Regions from separate parts of the Sus scrofa genome. Here region 1 is linked to region 2. The links are chromatin contacts, called in public Hi-C maps. All regions are on one chromosome and are shown on one strand. Each heading gives the region's core, a stretch centred on a gene start, on an enhancer-like site or on the middle of the called end of the contact. The rest is flanking DNA. Distances are from core to core; before and after follow the strand shown.

The links. Hi-C and Micro-C count contacts between places; a contact is called where the count stands out from the background.
Region 1: a contact with region 2 is called in a Hi-C map of omental adipose tissue, with 1.8 times the contacts expected there. The contact joins the promoter of GLTPD2 here to the promoter of RABEP1 in region 2. A contact is called at or near these places in 3 of 47 Hi-C or Micro-C datasets (embryonic fibroblasts, epiblast stem cells and omental adipose tissue) and 1 of 2 datasets of contacts at active chromatin or transcription factors (alveolar macrophages).

Annotation. Positions count from the first base shown.
Region 1 is chr12:52,102,323-52,107,826 of Sscrofa11.1, reverse strand. GLTPD2 (glycolipid transfer protein domain-containing protein 2) reads left to right here and starts at 1,693. Exons shown (of 4, transcript XM_003131910.6): 1 at 1,693-1,893; 2 at 1,989-2,053; 3 at 2,317-2,483; 4 at 2,577-3,326. The coding sequence starts at 1,785. The coding sequence ends at 3,093.
Region 2 is chr12:51,855,155-51,861,296 of Sscrofa11.1, reverse strand. It overlaps RABEP1 (rab GTPase-binding effector protein 1), which reads left to right and starts at 3,049. Exons shown (of 20, transcript XM_021067732.1): 1 at 3,049-3,196. The coding sequence starts at 3,064.

The DNA of each region.
Region 1 (5,504 bases), core at 444-2,943, 250 kb before region 2:
GTTCCTGTTGTGGCTTAGTGGTAACAAACCCAACTAGTATCCAGAAGGAGGGCTCCATCCAGGAGGAGGGTTCCATATGCCACGGGTGTGGCCCTAAAAAAGACAAAAAAGAAAAGAAAAGAAAAGATAGAAAATGCACAGAGACAGGAAAATTCTAAGCTTGTGGACAGGGGGCTGAAAGCAGATGTTTCCTCTCTTGCTTCCTTATCCTTCCCCTGAATGTTTTTCCCGCTATGACCACCAGGTGGACTCCTGATCTGGGGGGAAAAAAAACCAAACTGGCTCAAATTTGCATGGAGAGTACCACCACTGATTTGCCTGCCCCTCATATAAGTTCCTTTGTTTATTCCATATATACTTATTTAGGAATAATGGGTTTTGGTCCAGGCAATATTCTAAGTGCTATAAATAGGGTAGCAAGAAGGGCCCCTTTTCGGGAGTTCCCATCATGGCACAGTGGTTAACAAATCCGACTAGGAACCATGAGGTTGCGGGTTCGGTCCCTGCCCTTACTCAGTGGGTTGACGATCCAGCGTTGCCGTGAGCTGTGGTGTAGGTTGCAGACGCGGCTCGGATCCCGCGTTGCTGTGGCTCTGGTGTAGGCCGGTGGCTGCAGCTCCGATTCAACCCCTAGCCTGGGAACCTCCATATGCCCCGGGAGCGGCCCAAGAGATAGCAAAAAGACAAAAAAAAAAAAAAAAAAAAAAAAAAGAAGGGCCCTTTTCTTCATCAGAGCTCACATTCCAGTAGGGCAGACTGATGGTAAATTTCCCAATGGACCTTGACCTCTGGGAAGGCACATTTGTCTTCTTGGAGCCTAGTACAAGGCCTGGCATGCGGAAGTAGTTAATAAAAATTGGTTTGATGAATGATTCAGGCATCAACCTGGAGGTTTAAAAAAAATTAAATCTCAAAGATGTAAAAGGAGACAGCCTAGGAGTTTCCATTGTGGCTCTATAGTAAGGAACCTGACTAGTATCCATGAGGACTTGGGTTCGATCCCTGGCCTCCCTCAGTGGGTTACAGATCTAGCAGTGCTGTGAGCTGTGGTGTAGGTCACAGACCCGGCTCTGATCTGGCCTTGCTGTGGCTGTGGTGTAGGCCGGTCTGGGAACTTCCATATGCCTCAGATGCAGCCCTAAAAAGACAAAAAAGAATTTTTTTTAATTAAAAAAAAAAAGGAGACAGCCTAAAGTATATGATTAAGACATCATGCATCCAGATCAAGTTAAGATTCCATGGGGATAGGATAGAGAACTTAGAAGTGGGTGTTCCGTGGATCCCAGGTGCCCCATGCTTGAACTTAATAGATAAGATTTATGGAGCAATTGTGGTAAGCTTTTCCATTTACAAGGTTTGCACGTATAATAGCATTTAATCCTCACATGAAGTTTGCAAAATAACCTATTATTACCTTCAATTTACTGTGGAGGGAATTCAAGCACAGAGTCAACCTAGGGCTCACACCATTGCTCATTGGGGGAACTGGTTCTGACTTCAGCCTCTCTTCACAATACCCAGGCTGCGTCTCACTACAACCTGGCCATTCAGGGAAGGGAAATGTAGAGACGTGTCACTGCTACTAAATACCCCAAATCCTCTTCATCCAGTCCCTCACCCCTCAGATGCTGCCCTTTGGGGCAAAGGGCACAGGGGAGGGGGCCTTACTAGATTAATTATTAACACTTTGCACCTCAGAGCACCACAGTCTTCTCTCCTCTCCTGAAGGCGGAGGGACAAGGACTAGCCAGGGGCTGGCAAGGGCAGTGGTCCCTGAAGCAGCCATGGGGGTCACCTCACTGTCTCGGCGGGTCCCTCGGTGCTGGAGGCGCAGTGCAATCCCTCTCATTATCTTCACGCTACTGCTTCTTTATCTCTGGGCTCAGAGCCTTCGTGAGTGGCCCCTTCCCTCACCTGCTCCAGGAGGAATCCGGGACTCCAGGCCCTCAGAACCTAAGGCCCTCACTGCTCTGTCTCACCTCCTCCAGGCGCCCTCTCAGGCTGCCGATCCGGGACCCAGTCCTGCATTGCCAAAGGACTGCCACCTTTCCAGGTACTCTCTGGGCAGGGCTGGGACTAGGAGTTCCAGGTAGGACCCTGAGCAGGGAAAGTGGACCAGGCCGAGGATCTGATGAAAGGTGGATCCTCCTTCTCTCCCGTCTCCAATTAGAAGCTGAGAGTTACAGCAGGAGGGACACTGGCTAGACCTTAGCAATAATTTCTTCAGAGCCCAAATGCGAGGCGTGGTGAACCCTGCAAGCTAGGGGCTCTGCACTCCCCCCCACCCCCACCCCCCACCTCATATCTAACCCCCAGGCCCAGCAACAGTCAGGATCCCTGGAGGGACTGGAACGGGAAGAGCCTCAGTGTCTGAGCCCCCACGGGATGCTGGGCCGCATAATGAGGCCGTTCCGCGCCAGTCTGAACCCCAAAGGGGATGTGGAGTTGTCGCAGTACCTGGCAGGGTGGAGAGAGCTAGTCAGGTGAGTGCTCGTTGTCTCCCTACCCCATCCAGACCCCGCCTCTTTTTGAACCATCGCCCTCTCTCAAACCTTCCCACCATCGAACACATACAGGTTCCTAACTCCCCTCGGCTCCATCTTCTCTTTCGCCACAAGCGAGGCCTTCGCCAAAGTGACAGTCCTCGAGGCTCTGGTGCACGGTCCAGAGGCCGCTCACTACACGTCGCTGGCGACCATGGTGGCGTGGGAGAGGCCCGGGGTAGCCCCTCGGCACTCGACCCGGAACCCGGGTTCACTAACCATGCTCTTGCTGCACCGTGCGCTACGTTGGTCCCAGCTCTGCCTCCACCGGGTGGCAACCGGGCCGCCCGGAGGCCCGGACGCCGGCGCCCAGTGCAGCGACGCCTACAGCACGGCCCTGGCCCCGCACCACCCCTGGCTGGTCCGTCAGGCCGCCCACCTCGCATTCCTCGCCTTCCCGGGTCGCGGCCGCTTGCTCGAGCTGGCGTGTCCGGGGGTCAAAGAGGCAGAGGCGCGGGCTGCGCTGGCCCAGGCCGCGGGCACTCTGGAGGACGTCTACAACCGTACCCAGGGCTTGTTGGCCGAGCGCCGCCTGCTCCAGCTGGCCTGATGCCTGCTGGCAGGACGAAGGAAGTGCCCTGGGGCTGGGTGGCAGCCGCTGGGTTGCGTCTGACCCTTCGCAAGGCCTCCTGGCGCCGGGGGCGGGGCCGCCATATACCCCGCCCCACGGTGACGTCATCGCCATGGAGGCCCACCCCGGTGGAAGTGGGGCTTTTAGCCTCTCTCTACGCAATCCCGGGGAGAGGGGAGGAGCTGTGGGTAATAAAAAAGTATTCTTTGGTAGCCGTCGATTTTTAGCGTGTTCTGTGTGATGACGGCAAGCCCTTAAGGGAAATAGAAAAAAATGTATGTGGGAAGGTGTGTGTCATCCCTGTTCCCGGCAGCCGAGAGACTCATGCTACCCCTGGCCTATTTCAGTCCCTCCTGTGGCTTCAGTTGTCAACGACATGCCAAATCTCCAGTCCCGACCTGTCCTCGCTGAACTCCAGACCCCGTAAAGCCTACTCTTTCCCGGACACCGCCATAGACACCGCAAGTGCAGCACATCCAACGCGAATGCAATCACCTCCTCCGAGAAATGCACTTCTTCTTGTGTCTCCCGTCTCTATGAATAAATGACACCCTTTCCCATCAACTACCCAAGGCTAAAACCTGTGCATTTTGCCTCATGCCGAGCAGGTGCTCAGCTCAATAATGTACGTTTATTAAATGACTGCACTCCTACGCCAAGAGTGAACATGAAAATTACACATTGATAACTCCCAAATTATAACTCCAACCCACTTTCCCCTGGACTCCAGAATACGATAAATATCCCTCCTTATTCCACACCTCCATGTGGATTTCAATGAGGCATAGCACACTTCACAAGTCCAAAACTCAGCTTCTAATATCCTCTGCTCCCCAAATACGCCACAGTTCCCACTCGTTCAGTAAACAATTCCTTTCTGCCAGGTCTTTAAGCCAAAAATCGCGTTGTCATTTTGACTCCTTCATTTCTCTTTCATCATACCCATCTCCAATCTGTCAGAATCTGACCAATTCTCACTATTTCCACTGCTACCAAACTTGTCAAGCCAGTTTTACCTATCACCTGGCTTACTGCAATAACCTCCTAATTGTTTCTCCTAACTTTGCCTCCCAAGAGTGTATTTTCAATAGAACGGCCAAAGTGATCTTTATTTAATTTGGCCATGCCCACAGCATGTAGAAGGACCTGAGCCACAGCAGTGACAACACTGGCTCCTTAACCCACTTTGCCACAAGCGAACTGCCAAAGTAATCTAAACTGGAGAGCATATCATGCCACTTCCCTGCTCAAAATTTTCCAATGGCTTCCTACTGCACTTAGATGAAAACTTTTAAAAAATTCAAGCAGGAAAATTTCTGAATCATATTTTCAGTTGAGAATAGTGAAAAGCTTCTCACAGGTCCTACCTGATCTGACTGCACTAGCCGATTTGACCTCCTCAATATTCATTGAGTATATCAGGCATAATCCTGCCTCAGGACCTTTGCACTTGCTCTTCCCTCTCTCCAGAATGCTTTTCCCTCAAATGGCTTCCCTCCTTCCCCTGGTCTTTATACAAATGTTTCCTCAGCAGGAACTTCCTTGGTTACTCTTTCTAAAATTTCAACACACACACACACACACACACACACACACACACACACACACACACAACTTCCTAGTTCCCCTCCCTACTTTGTTTTTCCTAGAATGACTCACTGACATACTGTTATTCTACCTTTTTTTTTTAATCTTTGTAGTGCCACACCCATGGCATATGGAGGTTCCCAGGCTAGGGGTGGAATTGGAGCTGCAGCTGCCAGCCTATGCCGCAACAACACCAGGTCTGAGCCGAGTTTGCAACCTACACCACAGCTCATGGCAACATCGTATCCTTAACCCACTGAGCGAGGCCAGGGATCGAACTTGCAACCTCATGGTTCCTAGTCAGATTCATTTCCACTGCGCCGCGATGGGAACTCCTATTGCACTTTTTTCCCCCTCCCCAATAGATGTAAGTTTCAAGGAGTTAGGAATTTCTGTTTGCTCTGTTCCCTGATGTACTTCCAGTGCTTCAAACAGTCCGAGCATCCAGTAGACATTCAATAGCATTTGTTGAATGAATGTATGAGCACTAAAAATAGTTCCTATGGCTGGAGACCAGAATGTAAAAAAGAAAGAGGGGTTGCACAACAATATCAGTGTTCTCAATGCTACTGAATTGTACACCAAAACCTGCTTAAAATGCTAAAGTGTATGTTATTTATATTTTACTACAATAAAAACATTTAGAAGAGGAGATGTAATTCCAAATAGGTGGCAGTAGCAAGTTCACGAAGGGTCTTATAAGATATACAACAAAGATGGGAATTTAGAGAGGTCCCCTCCCCCCGCCGCAGCCAAGGCATGGGGAAGTTCCTGGGCCAGGGAACCAATCCATGCCACAGACA
Region 2 (6,142 bases), core at 1,800-4,299:
GGTGGTACCGAGGATCCCGAAGGAGATGCGGGGAGTCGGGAAGGGGAGAGAAATGTACAGACAGAGAATGCTGTCCAAGCTGGTGACCTTGTGTCAGGTCACACCCCGGGCCAGGGTTACTCGCCGGAGGGACTAGGGCTTTTGAAAGACAGGCCAGTGTGCAAGGTGGCTGCTTTTGGTGATTTCTTCCAGAATCCCCACAATGCCTTACACGTACAAAGCTATTTAAGTCTGAGGGGACACTGAGTGCTGTTCCTAATAGTTTGGTAATAGCTTGGAATGTGGTTTATAGACAGTTGAAAATGTCATTATGATCCGCCCTGGGTCCAAAGCAGAGTTGTAAGCTATTCCGAAAGATGACATGGTTGTGAAGGATAAGAGGGGGTGTAGCCCTCCTTCCCACATCTTCCACAGATGGAGAGAAGGGACGAGGGTGAACAGGAGCAGTGTGTCTCTTATTTTCCACATACCTGTCTCTGTGTGAATTCAAGGGAGTGGCCAATGGTCCTATCTGTCATAGCCTCTCTTTTTTGCAAGAGCAGCAAAACTGCTCATACCTACCTATAAAACTCAAGACGGAAGTCCCAGGCATGTTGGGAGATCGTGAAACATCAGCCCCTGCCCAGGCATACACATCCGTACACACACTGGGCACGAGAATGCTATTTGGGGGCCGTACGCCTCAGTCTCCTTCCCTCAGTAAATCCCCACTGCTGCAAATGGCCCCTACATTGGCCATGCAGTGGTGGGCAGGGCAGTACCCAGAGTACGACTTAGCCTTTTTCTGCTTAACCCACGTACAAGGGCTGATTAAATGAAGCACTGTTACTGCCTGGGCCAGTGATGACCAGAGTTTAGTGTGCATCAGAACTCCTGAATGGCTTGTTAAAACACAGATTTCTGAGCCCAACTCTAGAGTTTCTTATTCAGGAGGTCTGCGAGGGGAGCCTGAGACTTTGCCTTTCTAACCCTCGTCCCACATGCTGCTCTTGCTGCTGACTCAGACACCTCACTTTTTCTCTTTTTCTGGCCACAGCGGCCTGCAGCAGCTTGATGTGGGATCTCAGTTCTCAGACCAAAGACTGAACTGGGCGGCGGTGGTGAAAGTGCCAAATCCTAACCACTAGACCACCAGGGAGACTCTCAGACACCACACTTTTTGAATCATTGACCTAAGCTATTGGTTTTCAACTTTGCTGGGTGTATGTTAGAACTGCTTGGAAAACAAACGAAACAATAAAGTCCAGACCATACCTCAGATCAGTTTCAACAAAATCTATGTGGGTGGCGCCAGACAGCAATATTTTTAAAGACCCCTCCCGTCCCTAAGACAGACAACCGTTAAATGTAGGTGCACTAGATAAAAGTCAGTAGAACCAAATGTCTCCCAGTCTTGGTCTGAGGCAGGAGGCTTTTTAGTATGGACATCTTTCCTTGGGGTGAATGCAGCTGGCAGTGATGGTGATGATGGATCATAGCCTGGACAAAAGTTTGAGCCGAATGAATAGGGTTGAAGTAGCAATCATGGGAACTCCCATTGTGGCTCAGTGGGTTAAGGACCTGACATAGTCTCTGAGAGGATGTGGGTTAGATCCCAGGCCTTGCTCAGGATCTAGCATTGCAGAAACCTGCGGTTGCGGCTTGGATCTGGTGGTGCAGTGGCTGTGGCATAGGCCTGCAGCTGTAGCTCTGATTTGACCCCTAGCCTGGGAACTTCCATATGCTGCAGGTGTGGCCATTAAAAAAAAAAAAAAAAAAAGCAATCATGGCAATGATAGAAACGCTGACTAAGGCAACAGAAGATGATTTCTGGGCAGAAGTGAAAGACCTCTGGGGAAGTGGAGGCCATAAATTTCTTTTGGGGCTCTTTTCCAAAATGCATGATTTTCCCCACTAGCTGTCAGCAGCCTGGGCAAAGAAACCGAACATTTTAACTGATCCGGATTAATAAATTTCCCGCGCACTTGCAGACAGTAGAGCAAAAGGGTTAAGGATATTGGTGTGAGAATGGCCACAATGATGGACCTTATAGTCTAGGGCCTCATCCCAGTGAACGCAAGTGAAAGCTTTTTTTCCTTTTCTGATAGGTTGTGTACTGGATATATATGTAATATTACTTTCTGTGATCAGTCACTCTCTTCTCTATTCCACAGGGATTATGGGGAGGCAAACACAGAAGCCTCCTCCCACAAAGGGCGAAGATGGGTAACCCAGATTTGGTTAATGCTACTATCCTTTTACCCTGAATACCATGATTGGTCCAGGGGTGAGCACCAGACCTAAACAAGGCCAATCGCAGGCCTTCCCTGATATTTGGGGTGGGCGGCCGAATTTGCGGCGGCTTTAGATAGGATAGAATGCCTCTTCCACGTAGTCACCTTTGAACCGAGACCTGAATAACAAAGTTTGCGGTGCACAGGAGTGGCAGAGGAAGTAACAAGTACGAAGGTTCAAAATTCAAGAAATACGGAGACTAGAATGGAAGGCCGTTCCCAGTGCCTAAACTCTTAATTTCTGCTCAACCTTCAGATATCAGCCCAAACTTCACTCCCTCCAGAAAGTCCTGCCCGACCTCAAGAGCGGGTCTCCCTTCGCCCCCAGTAGATGACGGGCCTGTCCTAGGACGTAGGGATCTGTTTATCAGGCTCTTGGTGCGCAGGGAAGGGAGTGACGAAATAAGGGCTACAGGTGGTGGTTTAGGGGGTGTCGCGCGATCTCTGCCCGGCGGGCGAGAAAGCGAAGCCCACCTCCAGTTTCTCAAGCTCAGATCAATGCTTCGGGGAGCGATAGCAGCGCGCAGAGGGGCCAGTCTTAGGACGGAAGTGCATCCCTGGAGCCGTTCTAGGAAACTCGGAGGACCTAGCTCGTCAGTGATCCTGGGGCTAACTGGTCATCGCCCAGCACACACGGCCACTCCAGGGAGCTGGTGTGGCAGGCAGCGGCGAAACGGGGCTTGAGTGAGGGCGAGAACCGGCGCAAAAGAAGCCTGGAAAAGGGCGAGGAGGAGCGGGCGTGCCGACCACCTGTTCCTCCCTGGAGTGCGGCGCGCGCTGATTGGCTGGAATGTCGCCCGGGGACCGGAAGTGGCCGATGCCCGTCGCCCGTGAAACCAAGACAACAGCTGTGGTTCTGCGCCGGCGGGCAGAGCGGCGCGGGGAGCCCGAGCGGAGCGAGCGTGGGGCCGTAGCTGTCTGCGGTGAGACCTCATTCCGTCCCTACAGGGGCCGGAGGGCACTGGGCTCCCGACCCCCCTGGCCCGCGCGCCGCGTGAAAACCCTACGTTTAGGCCGGTGTCAGACCCGGTTCGCTCTCTGACCTTGGACTTTATGGTCCCCCCTCCCCCTCCCCTCCATTTCCCCACCTGCAGACGCCCTGGGCAGGGCCCGGGCCCGTCCCCGCCCTGGTTCCCTGCCTGTCAGCCGCGGACGCGGGAGCAGCAGGGACACCCCCTTCCTCGGTCCCGACGTGGGGGGCCGTGGGAGCTGTGGTTTCTTCACAGTCCATTCCCAAGTAAACTTCAGCGACGAAATGGCGGGCGGTGTCAAAAACTTCAGGCCTCTTGGTAGACTGTGGCCAAGGCAGGCATGCGGGATATTGGCCTATGAGGGTTTAGCTGTAGAAAGGAGACAGGTTTGAGCGTAGAGTTAATAGAGCCTTCTTGATTGTGGGAACCAGGAGAGGAGGACAGACGAAAGGAGGGTACTGGTGCTTTAATTAAATGTCATCCAGATTGGGAGCAGGAACTTATTTCTACAGATAGTTATTGACATCAGCTGTGTCAGATCCTGTTCTAGGCTCTTTAGATACAAAAATGAATGAAATATCCAGTTAGTCCTCAAGGATGTCACAGATTTATGTAGATAAGACATTTACACCAACTTATTTAACAGTTATTTACCAGGTATCCAAAATGTGCTAGGCACTGGGATTCTATCAAGGTGAATAGACCACCATCTTTACTCAAGGTCTAAAGAAGGAGAAGCAGAGATGAAAATAGGCTAACAGTACATTGAAGTAACTACTGCAAATTGGACTCTTGGGGACAGGGAAGGAGAATGGAAGACACTTCATGTTTGAGCTGAGTCTTGTAGATGTTTGTTAAGTGCACAAGGTGGGCAATAGTATTGCAGGAACCTGTTCTCAAAGGCAAAGAAGCTTTAAAGAGTAAGATGTGTTTGGGAGTTCCCTGGTGGCTCAGCAGGTTAAGGATCCCGTGTTGGCACTGCTGGGGCTTGGGTCCCTGATGTGGTGCAGTTTCCATCCCTGACCCTGGGAACTTCTGCATGCTGCAGGTGCAGTCAGAAAAAAAGAATAAGGGAATTCCTGTTGTGGCTCAGTGGTAGCAAACCCATGAGGACGGAAGTTTGATCCCTGACTTTGCTTAGTGGGGTGTGGTGTAGGTCACAGACTCGACTTGGATCTGGTATTGCTGTAACTCTGACATAGGCCAGCAGCTGCAGCTCCGATTAGACCCCTAGCCTGGGAACTTCCATAAGCCTCAAGTGGGGCGCTAAAAAGCAAAAAAAGAGAAGTATTTGAGCTGCAGGACCCTAAACATGACTGCAGCTTCCAGCAGTCACTGGCGAGGGTAGGACAGAAGATGGGGAGACTGGGGGCCTGACGGGGGTGGGGTGGGTGGCAATTAGCCCTGTGAGGTTTCTATCCTGTAGCCCGAGGAGAGCAATGAACAGGATGTGACATGATAACTGTAGCACAAAGAAAGAGGTGAATGAAGTGCTGGTTCAGAGGACCAGGGAAGAGCCTCTTTCCTGCTGTTGTTGCTGAAGACTTTGGTGAGGAGTGTTACAAATGTTGTTACAAATGTTGAGTGCTTGGTAGGGTCTGACCTTTCAGAAGTTAAGGAAGGTTTTTTTTTTTTTTTTTTTTTTAAGATGCTCTTGTCTGTAAGTAACGGAATACAACTCAGGCTGGCTTACAAAATACAAGTATATAAGCTCGGAGTTCCCGTTGTGGCGCAGTGGTTAACGAATCTGACTAGGAACCATGAGGTTGTGGGTTCGGTCCCTGGCCTTGCTCAGTGGGTTAATGATCCGGCGCTGCCGAGAGCTGTGGTGTAGGTTGCAGACGCTGCTCGGATCCCGCATTACTGTGGCTCTGGCTTAGGCTGGGGGCTACAGCTCCGATTGGACCCCTAGCCTGGGAACCTCCATATGCCGTGGGAGCGGCCCAAGAAATAGCAACAAGACCAAAAAAAAAAAAGAGTTTTTTAAAAAAAAAAACAAGTATATAAGCTCTCTTAATTGGAAGTCAAGAGGTAAAATGGTTTCAGGATTGACTGAATCTAGTGGTCTTGGCTTCACAATTTTCTCAGCTATGCTTGCCTTCATCCACGGCTGCCCGTGAAATGGCAACAGTGGTTTGGGGCAACACTCGATAGAAATCTTTCCCCGTGGTTCACGCAGGATGGCAGACAACGAGTCCCAGACGCTCTTAGCACATCTCCTCAGATTATTGACACAGGAGTTCCCATCGTGGCGCAGTGGTTAACGAATCCGACTAGGAACCATGAGGTTGCGGGTTCGATCCCTGGCCTCGCTCGGTTAAGGATCCAGCCAGCGTTGTCGTGAGCGTGGTGTGGGTCGAAGACACAGCTCGGATCCTGCGTTGCTGTGGCTGTGGCATAGGCCGGTGGCTACAGCTCCAGTTCAACCCCTAGCCTGGGAACCTCCATATGCCGCGGGAGCGGCTCAAGAAAAGGCAAAAAGACCAAAAAAAAAAAAAAAAAAAAAAAAAAATTGACCCAGATGAAGGCATTTGTCCATTCCTGAACCAATTATTTCTGCTGTATGGAATGGTCGCTTGGCAAAGGGGATCATATGAATTTGACTAGGGACACTCTCTCGCGGCTCCCAACTGGAGCTGTTGTTCTCCTGCAAAGAGCAAGGCCACTGCAGACTTTTTTGCTTAAATACCTCTTAAAGTAATCTGAAAAGTTTTTCTGTCCCCTGAAGTGGTTCTGAGTTGACATCCAAAATGTTTCATCAGGTTTTTCATCATGAATTTGAATCATTTCAAAGGGTATTCCTTTTGGTATATTATAAACTGTAGCATTTCAGAACCGAGCCTCATGCAGTTTGCAGCATTCCCGCCCTTGGTTCCGTGAGCTCCCCATGACCTTCAC